5 separate regions of the Zea mays genome follow, and all the other regions are linked to region 5. The links are chromatin contacts, called in public Hi-C maps. All regions are on one chromosome and are shown on one strand. The core of a region is the stretch at or near the end of the contact, and the rest is flanking DNA. Distances in the headings are between cores, read along the strand shown. Region 1 holds the start of LOC100216872. Region 2 holds the start of LOC541877 (sucrose export defective 1). Region 3 holds the start of LOC100284708. Region 4 holds the start of LOC100281139 (lactoylglutathione lyase). Region 5 has its middle 110 kb from the start of LOC103626915.

Evidence for each region. A called contact is a pair of places that touch in the nucleus more often than the background predicts.
Region 1: a contact with region 5 is called in a Hi-C map of an unstated tissue, with 3 times the contacts expected there. The contact joins the promoter of LOC100216872 here to the enhancer-like site in region 5. A contact is called at or near these places in 6 of 25 Hi-C or Micro-C datasets (ear, leaf, tassel and 1 more).
Region 2: a Hi-C map of leaf shows a contact between it and region 5, with 8 times the contacts expected there. The contact joins the promoter of LOC541877 here to the enhancer-like site in region 5. A contact is called at or near these places in 3 of 25 Hi-C or Micro-C datasets (ear and leaf).
Region 3: a contact with region 5 is called in a Hi-C map of leaf, with 4 times the contacts expected there. The contact joins the promoter of LOC100284708 here to the enhancer-like site in region 5. A contact is called at or near these places in 2 of 25 Hi-C or Micro-C datasets (ear and leaf).
Region 4: a Hi-C map of leaf shows a contact between it and region 5, with 7 times the contacts expected there. The contact joins the promoter of LOC100281139 here to the enhancer-like site in region 5. A contact is called at or near these places in 4 of 25 Hi-C or Micro-C datasets (ear, leaf, leaf mesophyll and 1 more).

What each region holds. Positions count from the first base shown.
Region 1 is chr5:136,070,711-136,073,410 of Zm-B73-REFERENCE-NAM-5.0, reverse strand. LOC100216872 reads right to left here and starts at 1,376. Exons shown (of 9, transcript NM_001143261.1): 1 at 1,091-1,376; 2 at 559-832; 3 at 135-212. The coding sequence starts at 1,350.
Region 2 is chr5:136,229,072-136,231,777 of Zm-B73-REFERENCE-NAM-5.0, reverse strand. LOC541877 (sucrose export defective 1) reads right to left here and starts at 1,333. Exons shown (of 10, transcript NM_001111545.1): 1 at 1,125-1,333; 2 at 381-625. The coding sequence starts at 1,333.
Region 3 is chr5:135,423,241-135,425,940 of Zm-B73-REFERENCE-NAM-5.0, reverse strand. It overlaps LOC100284708, which reads left to right and starts at 1,313. Exons shown (of 4, transcript NM_001157603.2): 1 at 1,313-1,602; 2 at 1,732-1,832; 3 at 1,923-2,116; 4 at 2,272-2,700. The coding sequence starts at 1,392. The coding sequence ends at 2,671.
Region 4 is chr5:135,300,980-135,303,804 of Zm-B73-REFERENCE-NAM-5.0, reverse strand. It overlaps LOC100281139 (lactoylglutathione lyase), which reads right to left and starts at 1,312. Exons shown (of 9, transcript NM_001367511.1): 1 at 1,147-1,312; 2 at 869-1,049; 3 at 665-789; 4 at 487-551; 5 at 185-397; 6 at 12-59. The coding sequence starts at 1,246.
Region 5 is chr5:135,769,916-135,772,615 of Zm-B73-REFERENCE-NAM-5.0, reverse strand. No RefSeq gene overlaps it. Among protein-coding and RNA genes, the nearest start is that of LOC103626915, 110 kb to the left of the region's middle. Within about 2 kb of position 1,290, at least 4 of the 20 cell types and tissues checked have an H3K27ac peak or open chromatin away from gene starts, as enhancers often do. A contact at or near this core is called in leaf, where this site is marked.

The DNA.
Region 1 (2,700 bases), core at 127-2,626, 300 kb before region 5:
TAGCTAGCTGCTAGCGACGAGTCTGGAATGGTGGCCCATGCATGCATTGCATGCTCATGGGAGGGAGAGAGAGAGAGAGAGAGAGAGAGAGAGAGAGAGAGAGAGAGAGAGAGAGAGAGAGAGAGAGGGATGACCTTCACAGTAGATTGAGCCGGGGAGGGTTCTTGGGTCCTAGCCTTCTTGAAAGCTGATCCAGATACTGTACTGATGCACTAGTGAAAACACAGAAAGATAGAGCAAAGTCATTAAACTTTCGATTCCACGCGTCTAATTTATTTATTTACTGCTCTTATCAGATAGCATGGTCATCTATATATGTGAATTAGCACTTCCATATATATGTAGATTTAAAGTAACCAAATCACCTCTGCCTAGTTTCTCTCTCAGTCTCAGCAGCTAGGTAAGCTTAAAGAAAGGCTTTTTTTACTCTTGAGTACATTAACAATTAACGCAGCGTCGTCTAAAAGCAGGCACGATGCATATGCACATGGATAAATCAGCTTTGCATCCTCCTCCAGAGAAACTGAGACTAAAAAGGGAACAGCTTTGCATCCCTACCTCACGTGGTGAACTGCTACTGTTGTTGGAGAACTCCAGCATGTTGCTTCCGGGAGAGGTCGTCGTCGCTGTGGTTCTGGAAGAAGACCTAGGAGAGGACGCTTTCTGCTGCTGCTGGAGTACGCTGCTGCTTCCCCATGGCAACTGGATCTCGACATCACTTGTGCTGCTCCCATGGCTAGCCGCTGCGGCACCGTAGACGACGTAGCTGCTGCCGCCGCCTCCGGATTCCGAACAAATCGTAGTTGGAAACGCCATCTGCTGGCTTTCCTTGCTGCTAGTAATTAACAAATCAGCAACGTAATCAGAGGTTAAAATGGTAGCACAGTTTACTGTTAACTGAAACATGTTATCATTGTATATTTCATGCACCACCACACATGCAGTTTTTTTTTTAAAAAAAAACATTTCTTATTATCTGCGCCAGGAGGAACAAAGAGATGTTGTTGCCTGTCACACACACACACATACTAGAGATTTGAGAGAAGGAGAGAGGGGGAATAGACTATGCAGAGTGAAATGAATTACGTACTGTATGAGCTGGCTCCAAGAATCCGGCTGGCCATGGCTACTTGTGATGCTGGTGTCGTGCTGCCACGGCGACGTGCTGGTGGTGGTAGGCAGCGGGTAGTGGTTCGAGAGCAGCAGAGAGGAGAAGGATTGGAGAGGCGGCGACGACGACGAAGAAGAAGAGGGCGCGGCGGCGGCGGTGCTGCTGCTGGTGGTTGTGGACGGCATGAAAAGAGAAGCGTGGTGCTGCTGCTCAAAGGGGGGCCTCAGCAAATTATTCATGCTCCACCATCCATGGCTATGGCCTGCCTCCCCCATCTCGCGCACTAGAGCCGCCGATGATTTGTGGACGACTCCCCTATCCATATTCTCCTCCCTCTGATCCCTCCCTCCCTCCCTCTCTCTCTCTCACTGTCTCACACACAAAGCAAGGACGTGCAGGGCACCTATTGCTTGCCCTCCTCTCTCTCTCTCTCTCTCTCTCTCTCTCTCTCTCTCTCTCTCTCTCTCTCTCTCTCTCTCTCTCTCTCTCTCTCTCTCTCTCTCTCTCTCTCTCTCTCTCTCTCTCTCTCTCTCTCTCTCTCTCTCTCTCTCTCTCTCTCTCTCTCTCTCTCTCTCTCTCTCTCTCTCTCTCTCTCTCTCTCTCTCTCTCTCTCTCTCTCTCTCTCTCTCTCTCTCTCTCTCTCTCTCTCTCTCTCTCTCTCTCTCTCTCTCTCTCTCTCTCTCTCTCTCTCTCTCTCTCTCTCTCTCTCTCTCTCTCTCTCTCTCTCTCTCTCTCTCTCTCTCTCTCTCTCTCTCTCTCTCTCTCTCTCTCTCTCTCTCTCTCTCTCTCTCTCTCTCTCTCTCTCTCTCTCTCTCTCTCTCTCTCTCTCTCTCTCTCTCTCTCTCTCTCTCTCTCTCTCTCTCTCTCTCTCTCTCTCCCTAGCTTTTGTGCACTCGTCGATCGATCGCCACCATCTCTTCGAACGCGAGCCCTTTACTTGCTGAGGTCAACCTCTAGACAGAGGTGAGAGAAAGCATATGAGACCTGTTTGGTTTAGCTTTTTTCTGACCAGCTTTTCTAAGAATCTAGCTGTGCGGAGAATCTGGCTGTGTAGAGAATCTGAGTATCATTAGGATTACGTGCGAATGAAGATAAAGTTGTCCATGTGGCTCAGGATCTATAAAGTGACGGATTACTACTATTGCGACGACTCAACCGATTATATGTTTATGTTGATTTTGAATGGTTTTTACCCAAACGAATTTTATAGAAGTTGGCTGAAAAGCTGAGTGTTTGGCAGTCCGCAGCAGCTTTTGGTGGCCAGAAGCTGCGAAAAGCCGAAACAAACAGGGGCATGGGCCTTTGGAGCAGGGGAGGAATCTCAAGCGTAGTGGCACTGGCAAGAAGAAGCTAGTGGAGGAGCTGAGTGGAAGGGGGTTTTGAAAGAGGGCATGTGTTTTATTTCGACTCCCCTCCCCCTACGACTTTACCGGTTTCCTTTTCCTTGGCTGCCCATTTTCTGCCACGGCCTCTTCGTTTCATTTCTTTTGCATTTGCATCCGCCTCCTTTTGCTTTTGAGAAGAAATGGGTCAGGAAAAAGTTCGCCCTGCGTCCAGGCTTTAAGGAAGAGCCTGATTAAAGGAGAAAT
Region 2 (2,706 bases), core at 84-2,583, 460 kb before region 5:
TGTCTAAAGTGGCCCTAATTATCTCATAAGAATACATCATGGGATATCCAAAACTAGTATCATGAAGACCTACAATTTGTGGTGGTTACCAGTGCACTACATTTTCGCTGGAACTGGACTGAGAGATATAAATTTCATGTATAAACACCAAGACACAATACTAGTTGGTTCAAATAGGGTAGAAACAGTAGCACTAACTTGATTTTATGAAGTTCATTGCAAATCTTAAATCTGCATGAACTTGCAGTGCAGTACCACATTATACATGCTATGAATTTATCATGCCAACCTGTTTATAAATTCTAGCTACAGAGTTTCCATACAACAAAGTATAAAATAAAACAGTAAACAAAGACAGAGAGACTGGGCAAGAAGCTTACTTCCCCAAAAATTGTTTGATTTCTCAGAGAACTGGCATATGTACTTATCGTCCGCACCAAGGATTTGTGCTCCCACACCAGTAAAGCGTGGGCGATATAACAACTTGTCCAAATCACTCATACCATCACGGAAGAGAGGGTTCTCAACAGAGTACATAAAGCAGAAACTCTGCCTGCACTCTGGAATCGACACCTTGAAGTACCATCCTTCAAAGAAAGGTCGAGCCGTGCCATCAAAGTGGTACCTGCAAAATTGTCCAGCTATATTTAAGTAGTTTGTCTCAGGCTTTTAGCACTTGGTCGTGGCAACGTGTAACAGGAATGAGGGTAACAAAATAGCAGCATTGTGAATAATCTGAGCCTGTTGAATGGGCGTGAACAGTGAGTTGGAGCTCTGAAATGACCGCATTCATGCCCTAAATACCAAACAAATGTGACGATGTGTCACTAATTCAATCAACTTTAGGTTGTTTGGTTTCAGGAATCAAACCATTCTAGATAAGGTTGTGCATCGTGAGTTCAGTTCTATAATAAAAATATGGTGAAATGATTCTAGCACTAGTTATTAGCTGGTGAGGAGTGAGCTGATAACGGATCAACTCATTCTACTCTACAAACCAAACGAAAAAAAAATGGAGCCAGAAATGATTGACTACTCATTCTTCGAACCAAACGCCATCCTGACTCCCCATAGACTCCATGAACACTACCGAATCTCAAAATCCCGAGACGCGTGGCTCTTACCCGCTATGCGGCGTCCGGAGAGACCGGTCCTGCGGCGTGGGCGTGTAGATGGGCGCCGCCGCTGCTGAGGGGGAGGTAAAGGAGGAAACGGAGCTCGAGGCCGCGCGTGGGACGACCCCGCGGGGGCAGTGTCGGCGACTGCTCCGTGGGAGCACGACGCCGGTACGTGGCGTCACGGACGGCAGTGCGGCTGCGACGGCGAGGTTCATGGTAGCAGTATAGTCCAGTCGCCGTGCGGACGGAGTGACCACGGCCCACGGGTTTTTCTTTGTTTGGTTTCGTGGCCTCGTGTCACAAAGCGTGCGCCACGTGGCTCGTACTTGCAATGGATGAGTGCACCGGCTCCGATATCTGCAGCCTCCGTGGCGGGCTGGGGACCAATGAGCGCGTCAAAATTAGGGGTGTTTGGATTCTAAACTCCACGTTTATGTTGTTTTTTAGGTTTTCTGGAGCAGCAAAAGTTGTACTTTAAAAAATTGTACTATAACTATAAAAACATCATGGAGTTATAACTTTAGAGTTCGAGTGTTTGGCAGTCTTTTGCCAGCTCCTTTCTAGAGGTCTACTCTAAAGTTATACTAAACATGCCCTAATGACTTAGGGGGTGTTTAGGATGGCGCCAAGTTCTAGCTCCAGTGTGGAGCTGTAGTTTATAATATCAATTTAAATGGATTTTAAAAAAATAGATCTAAATAATAAATAAAATAACTTATCTATTTTTTTTAAAAGCTTACAGCTCCAGCTCCACAATTTTCTGGAGCACCTAATGACCTTCTTCACCAACTCCACCGTTTTTTTCTGGAGCTGGAGTTGTCCTAAACAGGACCTTACTCAACCAACTACACCAAATTTCTAAAGCTGGAGCTATCCCAAACAAAATATAGTCTAATTATAAAATTAATTATATAGGTAAAGATTAAACCATAAGACTCTAATTAATCCATAATTAGTAAATATTTACTGTAGCCCTACATTATTGAATCGTGGACTAATTAGACTTGTTAGACTTATATTATTGTTTAGTCTTTATCTTTGTAATTAGTTTTATAACTAGTTTAATTAATCTGTGCTAACGCTGGTCCTAGAAAGGTGAGAGGAGGTGGAGGGGCTAGCGACGTGTAACATGTAAAATCTTATTATTAAAATTTAGTAAAATAAGGTTTTAAAATATCATTTAACAAAATCCTCATACCTTTGAAGTTGCATCCCCTAAAGCGAATATGTTTTCTAATAAATATTAAACCAAAAAGTTCCTAATTTATCCTTTGTTGAATTTTATAATTAGAAATATTCCCTAAAAGATCAGAACTAAATAGATATGTTCCTTTATGTAAATAATATATTTTTATTGTGAATCATTTCTTATTTTTCATAATTATTGGCATTTTTAGTCAGGAAATAAATAATTAAATAAGTAGATAAAGAATATCAAATAAAATAAGATTATTGCATCTCATGTAAAGGTTTGTTTTGTTGTGCATTTAAATTAAGTTTGAATTTTAGCACCAGATTTAAATTCAAACTTGAAATTTGAATTTGGGAACTAAAAAGGAAATAGAAAATAGAAATGAAAATAAAATAA
Region 3 (2,700 bases), core at 64-2,563, 350 kb after region 5:
TTTTTTCGTAGTGCATACCGAGACTCGAGAGCAACTTCTTGGACTAGTACATGTCCTTTGGCATCTTATGATTCTCCAGAAGTACATCATTAATCAAGTTCACAAGATCCTTGTAGAAGTTGTTTGAAAATGCAAAGTTTAACTTAATAGCCATAAGTTGAGTCATGAAGACAAGGACGGTCACTTTCGTGTGCTCGTGCAACAGCTCTTCGGAAGCTTTAAGGAGCTCGAAGAACTTCAGAATCTCAAGCGTCGGAGGATCAGAATCCCGGGATTGAGGGGAATTCTCATAACCGATAGGTAGAAGCTCATGTCGTACATCGTCAAGCATCTCTTACATCTTATCATAGTCCCCCTCTTCATTTGACTGCACTTCTAATACAATACGAGTAGGTGGGTCATCACCGTGATGCACCCACACCTCATAGCAAGGAATATAGCCATTCTTACAAAGATCTATCAACATAGTCATCCTATCAAGGAAATAAATGTTTCGACACTTGCTAGCTACAAGGATACCTAACATCGATTCCGTCGTTGTAACCTGACGCGGGTTGGGCTAGGGCGACCACTGGCGGTGTCGGGGTCATGCAGAGAGAAACTGTGATGGGCACGCGTGTGGGGAAAGTGAAACGGCACGGTTGGACGCTGTGTTTCTTAAAATAGTTTATGTTCGATGACTTATCTGACGGCCGTCGGACGTAAGACTTATGTCCGACGACCGGTGGATACGCTTAGGTTGTTTTCGACGACCTCAGGAAGCTATCGGACGTAATATATACATGTCCGATAGCTGGCACTGAAGCTGTCGGAAATGGTCGTCAGATGTTTTTCTCTTTTCATGTGACGGGATATATGACAGTTCTGATAAATTTGCGTGTGGTGCGCGGAATGATTCTTGCCGGGTGCCAGATGTTGGAGGGCGATGATGGTGGTGGAAGGGCACGCATGATGGATGCCATAAGACGTTCGGCGCAAGTATGCCCAGGATGTCAGGCACGTCGTTGCCAAAGTGGACTCGTGTGTCGGTTCCTGCTGCAACTACGTGCCCGCACGGTGCTCGCAGCTTTTGCCCTTCCCCACCGCGCGCTCCTCATCTATCATTCCACACGTCCTGCGCCACGTACACATTAAACAGGTCAAGCCCATTAATATAATGATCACCAAAAAAGTAATTAGTATAAAATACTCATCACGTCAGGTGATGAAGCGTATGCATTGCATGCATCGAGTATATATTTCTGTCTGGTCGGAAGCAAGGGCCTCGCTCGAGCCACTATATATATACCAATAATCTCCTTCATATCTCTTCATCAGAGATAGGAGAGACGAACAAGAAAAGACGACATCATATATACCGTACGTTATAGAGTAGGAAAATAGAAATACGAATGATGATCACGGGAGGGCAGCGAAACCCTGCAAGGCTGCAGGTGTCGTCGTCCTTCCTGCTTGCCCTTGTTTTCGCATCATCGGTGCTTGTCGGCATCGTGGCCGGCGGCAGCTTCTACGAGGAGTGCGACGCGACTTGGGAGCCCCAGAACTGCTGGGCCTACGACGATGGCAACAGGCTCTCCCTCGCGCTCGTCAGCAGTTCCTCAGGTACGGTCAGGGTACATAGCTAGTGTGTGGTCTTACAAGATGAATGCTTCGTATAGTATATAGCTGTAGCTAGCTAGAATATATAGTAATGTCTCCATGACAGACTATATGCTGCATGTATATATGCAGGTTCCATGATCCGGTCGAAGCGGCAGTTCGTGTACGGGACCGTGTCCACCATGATCCAGCTTGTCCCCGGCGACTCCGCCGGCACCGTCACCACCTACTATGTGAGTGCTGTGCGCGCGTGCATGCACGAGAACGAGCTATGGCATCTATCATCCGCTCGCCGCTTAATTCATTTGCATATGTGCGCGCAGACGTCGTCGCTGGGCGACAACCACGACGAGATCGACTTCGAGTTCCTGGGCAACGTGAGCGGGCAGCCCTACACCATCCACACCAACGTGTACGCTGCCGGCGTGGGCAACAAGGAGATGCAGTTCAAGCCATGGTTCGACCCCACCGCCGACTACCACAACTACACCATCTCCTGGACACCCTGCATGATCGCGTAAGCAATAATAAGCATGCATGGTGGCATATATTTATTATTTTTTTTTTTGCAGATGCAAGCATGATTATTCATCAGCAATACATAATTAACATCGCATAGCAATATATAATTAACATCGCATGCATGTATATATATATAATTAATGATGTAAGGTGGTACGTCGACGGCGTCCCCATCCGCGTGTTCCGCAACTACGCGGCGAGCCACGGCGTGGCGTTCCCGACGAGCCAGCCCATGTACGCCTACTCCAGCATCTGGGCGGCGGAGGACTGGGCCACGCAGGGCGGCCGCGTCAAGGCCGACTGGTCCAAGGCGCCCTTCGTCGCCAACTACCACGGCATCGACCTCGGCGTCTGCGAGTGCTACGGCGGGGGCGCCTGCGTCTCCAGCTGCGCCGCGGCGTTCGCCGCCAGCCACTGCAGCCTGAGCGACGCGCAGGTGGGGGAGATGCGCTGGGTGCAGGGCAGCTACAGGATCTACGACTACTGCGTCGACCCCAAGCGCTTGGTCAACGGCCAGAGGCCGGTCGAGTGCGACCTGCCGCAGTACTGAACGGATCGGAGCTCCGATCAGGTCCTTGT
Region 4 (2,825 bases), core at 63-2,562, 470 kb after region 5:
CGCATCATCACCTTGTACTCAGGGCTATCTCGCTTCCGGAGCAGTTCCATGCCGCAGGCCTGCGCTTTATTATTTGGGAGAGATCAAGAGTAGTGTGTATATATATGTAGCGATGATTTTTTTTTTTTTTGGACAACAAAGGATATGGAGCTTATATATGACAACAAAGCCTACACCTACTTACCTTCTCATAGAAGCTTATGGCACGGTCAAGGTCGCCGACGCGGAGCATCACCTGGCACAAGGGTTCCGGAGTTCCAGGCCTCTCGATGATCTCAAACTTGTAGCCGTCGGGGTCCTCCACGAAGGCGATGACGGTCTCGCCGCCCTTGACAGGACCGGCTTCCCTGATGACCTTTCCAGCCTTTGCTCTTATGAGCTCTACCGTCTTGGCCACCTGTTTCACGAATCATCCAGATGATCCCAAGCATGGTACGTTCTCTATTCTAACTCATCGATGGAGCAGTCTTAGGTTCGCCATCTTACGTCCTCGACTGCGATGCCGAAATGGCCGAACCCTTCGCCTATGTCATATTTGTCAACCCCGTAATCTGTGAATGGATTCAGCAAGATCAGGAACCTGGAAACCGCAGACTGCACAGTACAGGGGTCAGAGGGGGGGGGGGGGGGGGGTGAGGGATGCCGAGTGACTGAGCGCACTGACTGTAAGTGAGCTCGACGACGAAATGCGATTCCTCGGGCCCGTACCCGAGGAACGCGTTGCTGTACTTCTCCTCTGGTATGTCTCTCTTCCTGAGCAGCTTCATCCCCAGGCACTCGGTGTAGAACCTGCACTGCGTTATTGGGTCATCAGACCAGCAGGGCCGGGCCGACGAGCTGTTCCAGTTCAGAATTCAGAGGCGAGTACTTGATCGTCTTGTCGAGGTCGCCGACCCGGTAGACGACGTGGAGGAGCCGGCGGTTGTCCTTCTTCGCCCACGAGATGGCCTCGTCGGCCGAGGTCCTGGGCTTTGCCACGGCGCTCGCCACGCTCCTGGTCAGCCTCAACGGCCTCGTCCCAGCCACCTGCTCCGGCTGCAGCGCCGCACCTGCTTGCAATGAATTAAAAAAAAACACACAGCAGGTCATCAGCTATAGCTGCGGTGCTACTGCTACTGCCACAGTCGAGGGACGAGTGGTGCTCACCTGCGGCAGCGGTGGAGAGGAGCAGCGACCTCCGGGGGACGGGCGTGGCCGCGCAGGCGACGGTCCCGCGACCGGCGGCCACAGGTAGTAGAGTCCTCATGGCGGTGTCTGCTGGCCGACCCGGTTTGCTTGGCGCCCCTTTCTCGTGCTATCCTCAATGTATTTGGTTTGGACAACTGTCGCCGCCACAGGCCGTTGGAAGAAGAGTTGTTGAACTAGTCAAGACACCTGTCAAGATATGGGACAATGGGACCCGCGCAGAGCTGTAAAGCTGGATCTCACAGGAATGACCGCATGCAGATGCAGCCCTGCACCCGCCGGTCCGAATAGGTTGTGTTGACACCACAGGGTGTGTACCAGCCCCACAGCTGCACGCAGCTATGGTCACGTTAGGTCAAACCAATGTGCGAAATAGGTTATGTGGGTCCGAGTATTATGTTTAATTTTTTTCTGGGATCACCAATGGAACCGATAAAAATGGTGTGTGGATCCGAAAAATCATGGCGCATGGCTGGCTCCTCGGTTGGGCCAATTGAGTTTGGGTGAAGCTTCACACTAGGTGTTATATAGCATATGTGTATACATTTGTGTTTATGTATATGGCAGCACTATTTGTCACTCTAGATGAAGCTTCAACTAGCGTGTAATAATTGAAGATCTCTTAGTAATTATCGCTGGGTGAATCTTCACCCCTAGGTGATGAATAGCGTGCATATGTATATGTACGTACGATAATAAAACAGTATATATCTATAGTCCATATTTCATACTACACGTATATATTCATAGTCCATTACTGATTATCTATATATTTATTAAAAACAAATTTGTAGGGACATAATAATCTAAGTTTTAAAGATCTAAATCTAACTATTGTTAGACTGTAAACTGCAGGACATCGTGTAATACAAAGCTAGCTTAGGGTTCCTTTGAAATGCAGGAATTTTAGAGGGATCATACATGAATTTTACATAAACTAGTTCATTTTATAGGAAAAACACATGAAACAAAAAAAAATCCTGTTTTCCAAAAGGGTCCTTAAGTTTGAAGCCGATAAGTTTCAATTATTAGTCTTTGAGCCTACTCACGAGATGACTCGTTTGCTAACTATCTTCAAAAATATGAATAAGTCAAGTCAAATCAAGCCATTAACAAATTGAGTCAGGCTATCGAGCTGTGATATAGGGAGTATTTTAGGACTACTCTAATCCAGCTTAAGCGTAGAGTTGTAGTTTATAAAAGTGCTTGAGACTGCTCTAGGTTCAAGCTCAAGTGTGAAGCTGTAGTTTATAATATAAATTTAAATAGTTTAAAAATATTTTAAATATAAACAATAAACAAAAAACAATCTTCTAAAAGTTCACAACTCCAGCTATATGATTTTTGGAGCACATAATAACCTACTCTTCTAACTCTACCAAATTTTAGAGATCTGGAGCAGTCCCATGAAAATTAAATAGTTTAGAAAATATTTTTAATCTAAATAATAAATAAAATGAGTTATCTAAATCTATACACCTTTTAAGTGTGAATTTCTTCGTGGGTCCTCTCCTTAGCGAATAATACCGGTATGAGAACTAAACTTCAGTTTGCTAATCAAGTCATCTTTATTTATGTTATACAAAGGACATTTATGTTATAAAAAGAATAGATATTGTATATATGTATATATTGAAAGC
Region 5 (2,700 bases), core at 41-2,540:
CCTAGGTGCACATTACCCTACCAACCAGCCCTTTGCAGGAGGGTACCTGCTACTCCCACCATCTCCCACGCCCAGTGCGTGATTGTCTTTTCACGTATGAAATAGTTTGTTTCAGGCTTACATGAACATGTGGCTAGTTGCAAAGTCTCAAACACAACATGCCAATCAATGGAACGGTCCTTAATCCACTCAGATGGAGACACTACACCTAGACTCCATTCCGGTGCAAGTCCACCGCCCGGTCTCAAGTTTTAAACATTCTTTATTTTAAAAACTAGGTACCAGATAGAGGTACCATGCTTGGATGATTAATTCATCAAGGCCTTAGATGCCTTCATCATTCCAAGCCCTTTTTTTACAAAAAACATTATCTAGAGATCAAAATCATTTTCAAGTCCTACTAGATAAGTAGGGCTAATCATGACTAGCTTTTATAAAACAGGTGACAAGGTATGGTAATCAATCTTTCAAGGATGGTAATGCATCAAGTGTTTAATCAATCATCATATCACCTAATGCATCATATAAGGTGATAATTTTTTGTAAATACAAGTGACGAATGCACCGGGGCTTGCCTTTCACAGGAGGAGATTCAAGATTTTCTACCACGATAACCAGTTAGAAAGAACCCAGCCACTGGACAAACAAGCACTGGAGCCAACTTCTCTTCAAAAACCACTTCTTCTTGGTGCTCTACATGACATGTTATGATCATGAATGCTTGTGCTATATCATGAAAATGCAACTTGCAAAGAAGATAACCAAAAGCACTACTAAACTACACCTACAAGCTAGAAATAGCAATGGACTAGAGCACACTTAAACTACACCCAAAGACCAGATACACTTGATAAACTAGCCTCTTCTACAAAAGACTAATCTATACTTAAATTAAGGAATAAACTTTTCTATTTTAGAAAACACTAGGTTCTCTGAGAAAAAAGACCTCCAAAAAGGCTCAGATTTTAACTAGAGGTTAAAAGGAACATATTAAGTTTATCCAGGAATTTCCATAATTTTTGGAGCTCAAAATTTATTGTTAACTTTCAAATATGCTTAAAAGTGGCACTTTTAAATAATTCAGAATTTACTTATTGCTACAAAAATTCTAAAATTATTTTTACCATGAACTTATAAAAAATATTTTTCGCGAATTTTCTATTTTTCTACGATTTTAGACAGAATTTACAAGCTGTCAACTAAAAGAGAAAGGCAAAATAGTCAACAGTGACTGGGCCAAAAACCGCTGGCACGGTCCGTGCACCAGACAAAGCTAGCCCGTGGCCCATGCCCAGCTTGCGCACTTTTCGCAAAGGACCTTGCCGCCAAGAACAAATGAATAAAATCCCTAGCCACTGTTGGCTTGTTTCTCTAAGAAGAGCATCTAATACCCTCAGTTCTTACTCTTTTTCTTTTACAACGACTCGTCCCCGATTCCCGTCGGCAACTCTGGCGAACAGAGAACCAAGAACGCGGCGGCGCAGACTTCAGGCACTCCCAAACCACCACTAAAACGTGTCCTTGGCTGGCGTGAATTGGTCACAAGGTTTCAACACGATCACCAAGCACAATCCTTCTCTGGCCACGATAACGATGGAGCTCTCGGCTCGGCAAGCCCGTTCCCAGGGTAGCAACACGGTAGAACTCGAACTAAGGACGCGAGGAGTACCAGTGACCTACCTAGACCACGGTTCACGGCACCGCTCTGCGACGTCGCAACCACGTTCTAGAGAACTCACAGCAGTAGAGTTAGAACGGCCAGCTCGGTAAGCTTCACCATCGATAATAGATGCTAGAACACTAAAAACGTGAAACAACATCACACTAGCCTGACCACGGTGAGGATGAAACGTCAACGCGTGATCACCAGACACAGAGAAAACGCCACGCGAAGAATGGGAGCAGATCAACCAGTGTGACTGGGGGGGGTTTAACACCGACATGAACACAAGAACTACAACACTCACACGATGAACTTTGGCTAGAACTCAAGGACAAGGAAAAGGTTCTACTGAACCAAGTCTCGAAGCAAACATGATAAGAAGGCAGGGGCAGGCGTCACTGAGCTCATCCAGTCCACGGTGGAAAAGACTCCAAGGACGCCAGCACTGCATAAGCTCACACACGTGGCTTCCAAACACCAACACCATGCATGATCACATGCATAGCAAGGCACTGAACTTTGTTCAGTAACACAGACAGGGAAATGAGCAGATAAGACCTCCACTGTGGATAAGCACTAATAGGTTCAAAACTTGATATTTTCTGCAGGGGGGTGAGGCCTCTAGAACCTTAGTTACCCACCCCAACCTTTTCTCAACTCAAGAACACAAGTGAAACCAGCAGGAAGGGGAAGATCTTCAGAACCTAACCCAAACACTGAATCAACTGCATCAGCCATCACTACCACATCGCACACTTCCCTGTTCAGTCCCTTTGATCTCACAATTTCACAAGGCAACAGACCAATCTTCCTTAACAAAAGTTATTCCCTAAACATAGCTCTACCAATTTTTTATAGCACCTCAAAGTTTAAAACACTCAGAACAAGAGTTATTGTGCAGCAAAGTAGAGTGAAAACACTAAAGAGTTCAGGTTCAGATACTGAAACAGCACTAACACCTCACCTGACAGATAGGATTGCATCACCCTCTTCTCCGAATTTTACACAGCAGACAGACCAACCCTTCTCATGAAACT